Regions from separate parts of the Zea mays genome. Here all the other regions are linked to region 1. A link is a contact called in public Hi-C data. All regions are on one chromosome and are shown on one strand. Each heading gives the region's core, a stretch centred on a gene start, on an enhancer-like site or on the middle of the called end of the contact. The rest is flanking DNA. Distances are from core to core; before and after follow the strand shown. Region 1 holds the start of LOC103636220 (anoctamin-like protein Os01g0706700). Region 2 holds the start of LOC100192626. Region 3 overlaps LOC100285766 (IAA-amino acid hydrolase ILR1-like 4).

The links. Hi-C and Micro-C count contacts between places; a contact is called where the count stands out from the background.
Region 2: a Hi-C map of leaf shows a contact between it and region 1, with 6 times the contacts expected there. The contact joins the promoter of LOC100192626 here to the promoter of LOC103636220 in region 1. A contact is called at or near these places in 3 of 25 Hi-C or Micro-C datasets (ear, endosperm and leaf) and 1 of 3 datasets of contacts at active chromatin or transcription factors (seedling).
Region 3: a contact with region 1 is called in a Hi-C map of leaf, with 6 times the contacts expected there. The contact joins the enhancer-like site here to the promoter of LOC103636220 in region 1. A contact is called at or near these places in 2 of 25 Hi-C or Micro-C datasets (ear and leaf).

The regions. Positions count from the first base shown.
Region 1 is chr8:157,926,026-157,930,650 of Zm-B73-REFERENCE-NAM-5.0, forward strand. LOC103636220 (anoctamin-like protein Os01g0706700) reads right to left here and starts at 1,848. Exons shown (of 16, transcript XM_020542670.3): 1 at 1,399-1,848; 2 at 1,090-1,159; 3 at 880-995; 4 at 415-541; 5 at 238-338; 6 at 28-119. The coding sequence starts at 1,587.
Region 2 is chr8:158,074,885-158,079,509 of Zm-B73-REFERENCE-NAM-5.0, forward strand. It overlaps LOC100192626, which reads left to right and starts at 2,706. Exons shown (of 5, transcript NM_001137840.1): 1 at 2,706-3,118; 2 at 3,231-3,289; 3 at 3,498-3,686. The coding sequence starts at 3,025.
Region 3 is chr8:158,058,467-158,063,091 of Zm-B73-REFERENCE-NAM-5.0, forward strand. LOC100285766 (IAA-amino acid hydrolase ILR1-like 4) reads right to left here. Exons shown (of 3, transcript NM_001413757.1): 2 at 4,073-4,198; 3 at 1-564. Among protein-coding and RNA genes, the nearest start is that of LOC100285766, 3.0 kb to the right of the region's middle. Within about 2 kb of position 2,080, at least 2 of the 20 cell types and tissues checked have an H3K27ac peak or open chromatin away from gene starts, as enhancers often do. A contact at or near this core is called in leaf, where this site is marked.

The DNA of each region.
Region 1 (4,625 bases), core at 598-3,097:
AGAGGCCATTGCAAGCGAAATGCATACCCAAAATCTATGAGTTGAGTTGCCAGTCCAAAAACAGCTGGGAAGAAAAGCCATCGCGCATACATTCCTAGGAACGCAAAGTATGTTGCAATCTGCAGTTCAAGGTGGAGTTTTAATCAAGTAGAAGGTAGAAAAATATTACCTTGCTTTAGACAGAATGGAACGTAAATTTAGTACAGAACATATAAGCTGCACTGGAGACAGTTCTACCTTTGTTCCAAAATAGGAGTAAATCTCATCGATAGGCTGCCATGTGAAGTCAAGCCAATTAAGCGCCCAATTTCTCAGGAGTTGCTTCCTTTTAATTTCATCTGCAACGGAATTGTTAGTTGGTATACAATAATAGTTTCACAAATATGAGCATAAATAGAATTAAGATTAGTGTACCATGCAAAGGGAATACTAGCTTTACAACTCCTTCAGCTTCCAGCCTTGTTAATAAGGACTCACTTTGCTTCCAATGGAACTCCTTATCATCAAATTTAAGGACTACTTCAGAGTTTGTCTTGTTCACCTGGATTTATCAATTCCAACTTGCTATCATATTGGATATCCAAATTAGAAAAGAGCCAAACAGTTGGTGGATTAGTTATACACTTCACTTGTCATGCATAAATCAAGCAAAGAAACATTGAATGGGAGTGCATTGATCTGACAAAATCTGGATCAGCACAGAAACGAAGTACACATGTCATTGGTAGTCTTATAGTGCAGACCAAAGAAGCGAACATTAAAAATACATCCGCATGTACATTGTAGAAGCATTAGTGATAAATAAGCGTGCATAACTACAATGTGTTTTAATCACATCAATAGATATACGTGGCGACTGGCCGACTGCCATGAACTTACAATGCCATATATCAAGTAGCGGAAGCAGGAATAGCGTTCTCTCCAGCTGAACAGGGAACCGTCTGTCTGCCTAACGAATGCTGCAACCTGGTCCGATTGAAACTGAAGCTCCATCCCTGAGACCGAAATTAGGAGCAACATGAAACACGTCACCCACCACCAACCACATTTCAAAATTCAAATGCTCCGTAGATACAGCAGTCCAGCTACCGATGTAGGTTAGCTTCTTCATATGCATCTCAGCAGCAGCTCTCCCCAGGGTCCCCATTGGTGCGGCTAGCTAAATTCAAACAGCAGGGCCACAAGCATTAGAACGAGAGAGAGAAAAAAAAACAAGCAGCACGCGCTGCACAATTTCCGAACGAGGCAGATAATAGAGGGCTCGCGCTCTTCTGTATCGCCGGTTTGTTGCTTGCGTCCGCTCAAACTTTGTGCGTAGCCCAGATACAGAATTAAAAAGACAAGGAGATAAAATAATAATAAAAAACAGCAGCGGCACGCCGGTGCTGGGTCACGGACCTTGATGAACTCAGCGGAGACGCCGCGGACGCGCTCGACGAGCAGCCCGGCGCCCTCGAGCTCCCGCACCAGACGCGCCACGCAGTTGTCGGTGGCCCCCGCCGCGGCGGCGCGGGAGAGCCTGGGCACCACGATGCCCACCTCGAACCCCGTGGCCTCCTCCACATGCCCCTCCCCTTGTGTCCTCATCCCTAACTCCGCCCGGACCAGATTGGGGCGCGGGGGAGGTGCGAGACGACGGCGGATGCGAGGAGGCGGACACGCATGGGCGGAAACGGGGGAATGCGACGCGAGGAGGATGCGGAGGGAGGAAGAGTAAATAAACAAAAGGAAAGCGGAGCGTGCTTTGTGAATGGGAATGGCGGAGGGCCGGAGGTGGAGGAGAGGGAGCGGGGGAGGAACGGACTGTGATGAGGACCGGTGTCCGCGTTCGTTTCGTTTGCTTTTTAAGATTTAAAAAATAATTATTATTATGACCGGCTGGTTAGTTGGCGTCCCAACTGTCTGTGTCCGAGCAGGCAGCGCTTGCGGACGTGCGGCGACCGGTGCAACTCCGACTCGCCATGGCCCATGGGGGCCATGGGGGAAACTATTCGTGGGAACCGTGCGTATCATTTTGTACAGGATGAGATTTTTTAAATAAAAATGAACAAAAATTGTAGTAGAGGAGGCGGAAGGGACGAGGCGTGTGATCTGAAAGCCGTGCCCGTGGGTACTTGGGACCATGTGGCAGTGGCACACGGAAAGATACGGAACGGAGTATATGTGGAGGCCGGTTTTCGTCGGCACGGGGAGTCGGGGACAACCCGACAACCTATGAGGCTGTCGTGCGCCCGTGCGGCTGGCGGTGGAGCGCAAACGCAATGGGGGTCTTCGGTTCTTCGACCTGACGGTTGCGTGCCGTCCATTTCATTTGGCGCCACCGAGGGCCGAGGCCCGAGGGGGTGCCCTGCCGCGCCCCCCGGCTCCCACGGTCTCTCTCCTCGTCGTTATCAGGCTGCTGCTTTGTCCCTCACCATTCATCGAGACTGTAACAGGCTAACAGCCAGCGCTCTCTGACGTGATCCCTCTCCATTCCGCTTCTCTTTTACGTGCACCGGTGGGCGGTTCCCTGTGCAGCGCGGCAATGCTCTCGTTCTATCTTTCACTGGGCTGCAGACTGCACTCAGCAAACGTGATTCCTTATCCTTTGTGGCTAGTCTAGTCACGGACTTTCTCACTAGCGGCTTGTGAGTGACTAGCTGAATCAAATCAGATAATAACTAATAGCTAGCCAACGACTATCAGATAATATACATCCAGACTGGGTTTTAATTAAGCTGCGATCAAACACCGCAATAAAAGCGACCCGCTCCCTCTCAGTTCGCCTCGATCGAATCCTCAATCGCGGAACGAGCACTTCGCTCTTGCTCTACCGTCGAAGCAGATCGACTCGTATCTGCATACAGTTATTTGCAGCACTACTAAAGATTAGTCTTTTTATTTGTCTCATTTAGGTCATTTAAATGCACTAAAGTTAATAATTAGCGACTAAAATTATCTAAAGACATATAAATACCCTAGCTAATACTTCATCTATTAGCTATTTTAGTAAATTACTTAATAGCTAGCTAGCTATTTGTTAGTTAGCTAATTTCACTACTAAATTTTTAGTCAACTAACTATTCACTCTAGTGCATTCAAACACCCCATTAATATATAAATTATCAAACGGTGGAACTAAAACATGAACTAAACTGTTTTAGTCTCTAGTCACTCAAGGAGTGACTAAAAAAGACTAAACCATATTAATTTCACCTTTTGTCTCTCCATTATTTCATTTGCACTAATGACGGAAGAATACTAAGAAATATTTGGTCCTCTTATGTTCATTTAATGTTTTTGAATACTTTCAGTCTATAGAACAAAACAGGGTAGAGGCTAAACTTTAGTCTCCTAACTAAAATTTAATCCCTGGACTAAAGAAACCAAACGGGCTCTAAGAGGGTGTTTGGTTTCTAGGGACTAATTTTTAGTGCCTCCATTTTAATCCTGAAATTACTAAATATGTCTGTTTTAGTTTCCGTTTTAGCAATTTAGAGAGTAAAATGGAATAAAATGGAGGGACTAACAATTAGTCCCTAGAAACCGTTTATAGGAACTAATTTTTAGTCGCTCTATTTTATTACGTTTTAGTCCCTAAATTGCTAAATATGGAAACTAAAACTATTTTAGTTTTCGTATCCGGCAATTTATAAACTAAAATAGAATAAAATGAAGGGACTAAAAATTAGTCCGTAGAAACCAAACAACCCTAAGAATCGGTACACCATGAAGCCGCGTGCTAGCCTAAACTAGTCTGGCAAGTTTGGACAGTGCCGAACGAACCAGCCCGAGCACGGCCCGAAAATAAAGGCACGAAGTCCAGTCCAACACAATGTTTCTTAATTCGGGCTAGCATGACACGTAGAGTGGATTAGGTCGTGTTACGAATTTCAGCTCAATGGGACGCACAACCAGGCACACCCACCTTGGGTCATGCTCGGGCCAGCTCGACACAAAAATGGTACGTTTAGGGTTTACCGGTGCTGTCAGTCCCATTTCCCGAATCCTCGCACTCTCTCATTCTCATTTCCCGAATCTTCTCGACTCCTCTATCATATCTTTCTCCCTCGGTGACTCTGTCCTCCAGGCCACCACCGTTGCTCCACATCCTCTTCCGCACTGACTTTGGCAACCACTGGCTCCATTTGTCTTATGCAACAAGAAAGAAGAGGAACAAGCAGTCTTGTGAAGCAAGAAAGAAGAAGACAAAAGACAATATTGCCCCTATGATACTTGTAAATCATACTTGTAAACTTTGTGGGCATACTTGTAATTTCATACAAAGTTGTACCTCTCCCCTATAAATATATGAACAATGTCATGCATAAGGTCACCTTTCGAGGGCCATAAACTTCGTCTAGCTCAGCCTTCGAAGTACCTTCGAACAATCTATTGCATAAAGTCAGAGGTATGTTTGTAATTACATGCTTTATCACTAGAGATGGAATGTAAGTGCTAAGAAATAAAAATAAGTAACATGTTTTATCTCTTAATATTTCTCCTTCGTACTCATCATGATGCATTCACTCCTATTTTTACACCTTCTCCTTTAAATAACCTTCCAAGAAAGAGTAATTAAAGGGAGATGGTAACAACCTTTTAGCTTGTGTTGCCTTGCTTTTGATTACATATAGCAATCGAAA
Region 2 (4,625 bases), core at 1,456-3,955, 150 kb after region 1:
TGTTAAGATAACCGCCAGTGGAAATAGGTTTCCACTGGCGGTTTTTAAAGCCGGGCCCACCTGTTTCTTTCACTGACGTTTGATAACGGAAACCGCCAGTGAAAAGTTGAACGTGCCGCAGGCTTTGAGCTTATTTGTACTAGTGTTGCACCCAGAATCGTTCCAGCTAATCAAAGTTTATATAAATTAGAAAAACAATCCGGTTAGGAATCGTTCCGATCCACCAATCCGGCACAAACGAACAAGACCTTATTATATTGTAAGTTCTAAAATTAGGCTTGGCTCGAGCTTGCTCGTCGCCACATTAAATCTAATTTAAGATATAAATTATATATTTTTGTTATATATAAAATAAAAAAATTAAAAATTACACTAAAAAAATCATGAACATATTTTTAAACTATATCTAACAATATATTCATAAAAAAACAAATCAATAATTTAGTAATGTAATAGTGTCACAACATAACATTTCATGATCTCGTAACCTCTTGACTCGCTATTTGAGTGAGCCATGAAATTAGGCTCGGCTCAAGCTCGCGAGCTTCTCTAAACCGAGCCGACTCTGAGCGAGCCTTGAGTTTTTTCTAACCCTATTGTGCACCACCAGGTAAGGGAAAACGTGCTTATTTTGATCTCGCGCCCGTGGAATTATTTGCACCATGGCTTCATTCATGTTTCCATGTGATTGAATGGCAAAACTAGCACGGAGGAAATTATGAAGTAGAGGAAGTAGAAAGTCGTAACCAAGTTGGTAATTGCTGCATGAGTCAAACTAGCATCGGGAAATGTGGCAATGAAATGGAAGCAACCTCATTAGTAATAATAAGACGACTAAGACTATCTCAAGCACTCTACCCATTTTTATAACAATATTTAAACTTCAGCCTACAAACAGTGCAAAAACAATATAAAATAGTGTTTTAATGACTATGTGGGTAAACTACTGGACACGACCTAATTAGCTATACATAAACTAGAGTTCGTCATTAAATAGTGAATACCAATAATCAAATTTGTGCCATTAAGTATAAGTCTCGCTAAATTTCAAGTGTCTAAATTTTAGTTTTCTTACTGTTATGTCGTATATTTTATGTTAATTAAATTTATAGGTGCAATCTTCTCCTTTCTCCATGCCTTCTCTTATTAAGGAGCAAGGCTCTATCCTACACACCGCCTGGAAAGAAGGGGTGGAAGAAAGGGGGAGGAGAGAAAATGAGGAGAACTAGAGTTTCCATCATCATCTGTCGTCGTTCAACAAGCTAATTTCCTGGAATGGACTAGGGAGGGAGGCTAATTTCATGGTGATCAGTGATGAAGACATCACAAGCTAGTAGGATTAATTTTCTCTCTTCTTCTTCCTTCTCTCTTCTACTCTACCATCTACCTCTTCCTCCAATGGAACAGAGACTTATTTTTCTTCCTTCTTCTCCTTTCTCGTTTATACTCCACCCATATATCTAATGAAGTTTCATGCACGTAGGGGGTCTGGAGCCCCCCTTGAGATCCTCCCTATGCTCGTGGTTGTCAACGTCTTAAATCACTTCAACCAATTCTCGAACAAACAACTTAAATCTTAATGCCATGATGTTATAGTTTGATACATCATAAACAAAACGGTTAGCCTACAAGAATTAGCCACTCATGAAACATGGGACAATATGCTCCAACAGAAAGTCGGTTCATATGCAGTGCGCCTTTAGTAGAGTTCCATTAGCGTCCCATTTGTATTAAATAAGCTGTCATATATATAAGTGCTTTTAATAATTTGACAAAGGTTTAGTAAGATAGAGAGAAGTGAGTTCTATGGAGATGAAATTCTTTTGACATGATGTACCAGCTCTCCGTGTTATAGAATTAAGTATTTACTATAAAGTTACGGAATAAAACTTTCTATTTAAACCCAGTGTTTCATCTATGTTTTATTTCATTCTATACAACGTGCAGTGTTGAAGACAGTAATAGACAACTCACCATAAGACTGGCATGAGTAGTAAACACTAAATAGCGCACCTTGAATTGTTTATAAAGACTGCAAACAAGTTTCACCATGGAGATCACATTGAAGACAGTAGTATGTATGCACGTACATAGATAGCATTGGGTCAATAACTATAGGACAAAAGTAGCCTTGGGTAGTTGGGTCAATAAACTACTTCAGGCTAGCAACGTTTTAGCACATGAAGGGACAGCAAGGGCACCAGGCGCCCACTCCACTCCATCTCGCTGCCAGCTGCTCTGCCCGGCCCGGCCTGGCCTGCATCAAAGGAGCAATGGCGCAGTAGGAGTGCAGGAAGTCCCATTCCGCCTTCGTTTTCCACGTGAGCCCTGCGCGCGTGCAAACAGAAACAGCGCATGCATCAGTCCAGCTCAGGACGTGATCTCCCCCTTGTTTTTTTTTTGCTTGCAGACTCTTGCATCATGTCGGCACCAATAATTCAGGAGCGTTCCTTCAGAGGACGTACCCTGGTCCTGGCGCATCAAATTGCGTCCAGTTGCGGCTGCGTCAGCGTCTGCGAGAAACACGAGGAGCGCAGGCATTGTTTGCAGTGGCCATTTGGGGTGTCTGGTCTCAGCGATCAGTTGATGTAAATTGAGCGGCAGCAAAAGGACGTGCGAGCAACTTGATGCTGCAATCACCGTGCACATGATGATAATATATTTTTCCCTGCTACGTGGTTGGTACCTCTAGCACAAGTGCATATGAACATATACGTCCAGCAAGACCAGATAGTAGATAGGCCTCCCACGACAGCAACTCACCTCCCGGGCCTACCAAGCAGTCTCTAGAAACAAACAAACAGCGGCAATGTGCTAATCTCTTCTGCATTTGGGCACGGCAATCCTGACCCGACCCTCCAGATTTCCCGTCGCCGAGCCACGCGGATCGAGTACCCGTCGAACTCGCCGCTGTCGGATCGAGTACCCGTCGAACTCGCCGCTGTCGGATCGTTCTCGCTTGGGGCGATCAAGCTAACGGGATTTGAGGAGATCTAGGCCAGCCGCGGGCAGCAGCCATCAGCCATGAGCGAGGTGTTCGAGGGCTACGAGCGGCAGTACTGCGAGGCCTCCGCCTCGCTCTCCCGCAAGTGCACGGCTGCATCCGCCCTCGATGGAGGTGAGCATGATTCCCATGGTTAATACGATTCCTCCTCTGTGATTCCGCTGGGGGAGCACCTGCTTTTGTTGATCGTTTGTTTTTGGTCTGATTTCGGTGGGTCTATCCGCAGAGAGGAAGAAGCAGAAGCTCTCCGAGATCCAGTCCGGCGTTGAGGAAGCTGAATCGCTGGTAAATAGATGCCGCGACGCGTTCTGTTTTGGGGATCCCCGGGATATAGGACATTTGGGGAATGGGTAGAAAAGCAGAGATTAGGGATTTTTCGTTTCCGTCGGTGCAGTTTTGGTGTTCCGACGGAGTTGCGAGATGTTTATGTGCCTTAGTCTTCAATTTGGGGGTTGGGGGAAAGTAATTTTATGTTTTTGTTTTGTGTCTGCAGATTCGGAAGATGGACCTGGAGGCAAGGAGCCTACAGCCTAGCATTAAGGCTGGTTTGCTTGCAAAGCTGAGGGAGTATAAATCTGACCTCAACAACGTCAAGAGTGAGCTCAAGAGGATATCTGCGCCCAATGCCAGGCAGGCTACCCGGGAGGAGCTCCTGGAGTCTGGAATGGCTGATACTCTCGCGGTGAGCTAATGCTAGGACTTGACTGTGTCTACAAAGTATTCACTTCAATGCATAACATATCACATCAGGTCAATTATTGTAGATTGCATCAGAGCAAAAACGTCATAGGTCCAATGTCTATGAGCTAGAAATAACTGAAAAATAAATGTGCTTGTACTTTTTAAATGTGGATGTGGTATTTCATATCAGGTGATTTGGTTTGCACTGAAATGATCAGAATTTATCTTTTTTGCCTTGGGTATTATCATACCCATATAAGTGGAATACTAGTTATACAGTCTAAATGATTGATGGTGCAATATCTGTTATTTAGTTGCATTTTGCTTGCAACATTGTGCATCATTGTAACAATGGGCCGTGTGTACTAGGAATTTGTTCAATGAATGGTTTACATGTGCATGTCAGTGAATCCAGCTGGATTACTACATTACATTTTGGGCTTTCACTTCTTTTTTTTTTCAATTTTGGATATCCAAGTTTTAGCAGTACAACTCTGGCAAGATCTTGCCATCATGTTTATATATGCTCTCAGTTCTCACTCAAGCATATCTGACCATCAAGTTTAATCTATGACTTTCCTTGTCTTACTGCTTAGATGGTATGATTACAACTTTTGTTCTGTATGAAATATATGCTATGTATTCAAACATAGTTCCTTATCAAGGTTGACCCTTGATGCGCCGCAGCCACTATTTCTACTTTTATGCTATTATGAACGAAACTTTCTCGATATCAGATAGTTTCACCTTTTCATCCTGATATACTATATTTTAAAATTTTGATTCAAATTCTTAATACTGTACCTTATACTACACCACCGATTGGCATCTGTGTGGCTGATCACCTTTACCTCCCATATGGCCCTTTGTGCTTCACTTAAGTTTAATGATGTTGGTAGCATAGGGTTACCCTTACTGCGATCATCTTCATATTATTAAT
Region 3 (4,625 bases), core at 830-3,329, 130 kb after region 1:
GGCCTCGAAGTGCGCGTGCAGCGAGGCGGCGTTCACGGTCGGGGGCAGCAGGGGGCTCCCACCGGCGCCGAAGTCCACGGACGCGGCGCATCGGTGCACCGCGGATTGCGAAACGATCACCTCCTCGATGCGACGCTTCAGCCGCATGAAGCCATCGCTGGAGAAGCACCGAAACGTGCCGCCGATCGCCACGGAGTCCGGGATCACGTTGAACGCGCCGCCGCCCTGGAACCTCGTCACTGTTACCACCTGCGAGTCCAGCGGGTCCGCCTCCCGCGAGACGAGGCTCTGCAAGCTGAGGACGACGCTGGAGGCTGCCACCACGGGGTCGACGATGTTGTGGGGGGTGGCGGCGTGGCCACCGGCCCCGGTGATCACCGCCTCGAAGAACCCGCACCCGGCCAGCAACGGGCCGGCCCTAGAGCCCACCACGCCGGTAGGGAGCATTACGGTGACGTGGAACCCGAATATGGCCTCGACGTTCTCCACGGCGCCCGCCTCCACCATCTTCTTGGCGCCAATGCCGACCTCCTCTCCCGGCTGGAAAAGGAGGACTACTGTGCCCTGAGAGAGAGAGAAAAATATTCAAACCTTTGGCTATATCAACTTCTTGCTTTCCTTGCACACCGCGAAAATTGCATAGAACAACGCAAGAACGTCTCTACAATACTTGTAACTTCTTCGTGCATCCATTACTAGTTTATATACCTAGTTTTCGTTGGAAATGGAAGGGGCTATTTTAACATGGAGAGTACAAGTGTTAAGATATGTTTGAAAGCAACCTAGTTTTTAATAAACCACTTTTTATTTTTTAGTTAGGAGAGTTCAACTTCTTGATTTTTAAAAAACTGAGAATCTAATTTGTACCATATTCAAATTTTACATACATTCATATACATTGTAAATGTTTCCATGAAGACTTGACAATATTACAAGTTATCGTTATATTGGTGTGTATTATTTTATATTAGAATGCTATCTTGTTTACAACAATCACCGTGCATATTAGCGACAACAATCACCGTGTATATGACGTGTCGTACATACTTTAGAAGCTAACGGACCATCGCAACACCTAATCAGCACATAGTACATGATTTGCAATGCGATACAAGAAATCAGGTCCAACTCGAATGCTCACGTTATATTATGACATGCTACGCAAGCTTTGCAACTTTCCCTTCTCCAAAAGTCTGCTTCTTTTTTTTAAAAAAAAAAAACAAAGCCATCGCACTAATAATTGAGGGTATTCAAGGAAACTCACATAAATCGTTAATATTATAGAAGCTGAAGTCTATGATTAAGCCAAACACTCATCGGATCCACCTAATAATTTATTGAAGTTGTTTTATAGTGAAGCTGGGAAACCAAAGCTACAATTCTTGAAATGAAGCTCTCCCAAACAGGCCCTTAAGGAGCTTCGAAGATTTCATGAAATTGGCCTCAAGTTTCAAATTTTTTTAAATCTAGAGCTCGTGAAGTTTGACCTGTTTGGATAGAAGAATCTACTATAAACATGAAATTCTTGAAACGAAGCTCTCCCAAACAGGCCCTAAGTCATAAATTGATATATTTGAAACCGTCTCAATTTCTATAAACCAGTTTATTAAAAACTGAGTGCTTGACAAGTCCTTAGTTGTTTTATGAGAAGAGCTAGCTAGAACTAACGATACCACCAGTACTCTTCCATCCTTCCATCAGAGGGGATCATTCTCTCAAATCAAAATGGGGGGTGGGGTCTACACTAGGATAACGTCTATATAAATACTTCGTTTTAATTTTAAAATATATGGTAGATTAGGATCCAAAACTCTCCATATAAGAATGGCTAACGACTAGTCAAATTATAAACATGATTAAAACAAAAAATTGTTTCTAGCAAAATTTTGTTTATGTTATAGCAACTGAGGATACCTTATAACAGGAATCGGTAGTTTCATTCGTGGACTGCCACACGTGACACGTCTTTGTTGACAAACATCGTGCCGGTGAGACAGAGGCATAGTAGAAAAAGACATCTAGCGTACGACGTGTGCGCCCCGGGAATCTTTAGTTTCTTGTTGCGAGGAGAAATTCCTTTTGATGTGCACGTTTTAGCACAAAAGGTCAAACTAGGCCACGTGTGTGCTTACTGCTAACTGTAATGGTGTCCTGCACTCAAGATTTTAAATAGGAGGGTAATTTTATTTGGCGGCGGCACTCTTGATAATCTAAAAAAAGCTACAGAGCATATAATATCATCTAGTATTCGTTTATTACTTGTGCAATAAGGTAAAATCTCTTTATCAATTGCACAAAAGTACCGAACTAAGAGATTGTATTTTATGAGCTATTTTGGAACATGTTTATTCATATATATAGGTCCAGTACTTCCTATGGCTTGTTTGGTTTGTTCAGATTCTTAAAATCTAGTACAGAAATCTCATATTATACCAAACATGTCTCATTTTTATGTAGATTCTAGACTCAAAATCTGAGTATCCAGCTACACCTTGATAATACGAGATAGGGGACGTTACCCGAAGCTAAAATCTCATGCCTACCAAACGGGTACTTTGTTGATAATCAATTAGAATTAATCAATATACCGATCAATAATTATTTAATGGTTCATTATGTACAAGACACTGGAGATATATAAATTATAGTGCAAAGAATGAATATTTGTCTCGATCAAAATTAACAGCGCTAAAAAATACTGCATTACCTATACATATGAATATAGGTCACTGAACTAAAGAAATAGACTAACCCATCCCTACAAATTAAAAGTAGATCACTCAGGGTTTGTGTATATAGATATTAGAGATGTTAAAATTGAATTAGATTTAATACTAAATCTGTCTAGTATTGAAAATGGGTTACAATACAGATATGTTGTTTGGATATAATTGGAATTGCATTTATAGCTAATACAGAGCGAGGGTCTAGATTCTGAATTGTGAAAGGTAATTGTGTAGTTATAGTTTAATACCGAGAATTTGAACTTTAGTTTCAACTCTAAATTTATTAGACAACCAAACATCAAAATTTGAAAATCATGATTCCAGTTTCCAATTCCTAACCTTAATATCTTCATCCAGTCGAGTTTCAAGGTATGAAATGAATGCAAATGTCACAAACTAAACTTGTCCCACAGCTCTAACATGAACACCCATTCACATCCATGGTGGCTAAACATTACGTTCAGTTACTGACCCATACTCGTGTGAAAACTAATTAAGCTACTTAAACTCTAAGAACACTTCATCTAGACGCCGTAGTTCAACTTCAGTGGAACTATGTCTTCACGCACGAGAGCTTTGGTGATGACAGTGACACGCTTGGAAACGTCCTAGATATAAATGTGGATTCAGGTGGAACCAGGAACTTGAAACGTTATAGCTTTTGATAATCTGTGGTAGTAGCAACTAGTCATATTGATTCTTATTTGTAGATTAATGGACGAATAATTAGTCTGTCTATTTAGATTTTTGTGGATTAAAATTTAGTCAATTACTACCTCCAACTGCTACATATGTTCTTGAATATTTGTCGTTCGATTAGTTTATTTTTGAAATAAACCACGATAAATAGAAAAGAACATAGAGAATACTTGTTTATTACAAGTTTTGTGGCCAAACAATCACTGCAACCGAGGAGACAAAGCAAATCCAGGCGCTAAATTACCTTCTACTAGTTTTATATTTAACAAAAAGCTAAGACACTGCAAAGAAAGATATCGAGGGACTTTGCTATAAGGTTCATTGTCACTTTAAGGGTTTGTTCAGTTAGAAATGAATTGAAGAAGATTGAAGATGATTAAATCCCTTGCTAGTTAAAAACGAATGGAAGGAGATTTAATCTTCTCCAATCCATACGTAACTGAACAAAGTCTAAAGGTGAGCACAGAGATCTCAAGCATCAAGCAGGAAAATGACTTCGCAACAAACCAAAGCACATACCAGCGCTAACCACTAACTGAGATGAAACCTGCACACACAATTTGCAACAAATATGCAAGCGCGCTTTGTGCGACGACAATGAAGGGAGGGAAGGAAGAAGGCGAGCGAGGTTCTAAGCTGCGACCAACCTGCAGGTCGTGGCGGCGCTCATGGAGGATCCTGGCGGCGCCGAGCAGCATCGCGGTGTGGGCGTCGTGGCCGCAGGCGTGCATCTTCCGGGTCTCCTTGCTCTTGTGGTCCCACTCCACTTCCTCCTGATCCACAGAAATTGAAAACAGGTTGATTTGGAGTTGGAGGCCATGGAAAGTAAAGTCTGATCAGTGAGAGTACTGTATGATATCTGCAACATCGATCGGAGCGAAAGCAAGCAGCTCATCGAGGAGTTCGGAGTCAACTTGATGTGCGTGGTTACCACATGTACTGGCTGCTACGAGTCAAGGTGCTAGCCAGCTTGACTTTGCACTTTACACGACGGAGAACACTTCGACCCGTACGCATGGCTCCTGCTAATAGTGCAAGGTTTTTTATTTATTATTATTTCTATAACGCCAGTGTCATTCCTCGCTTTTCCAATGACACTAGATAGGCGCCTTAATCTATCGTCCAATTTGCTGCGGAAAGGCTAATTCAATCTGTGGGAATGGGATGGGCCGGGACGAAGACGAAAACGAAGACGAACCC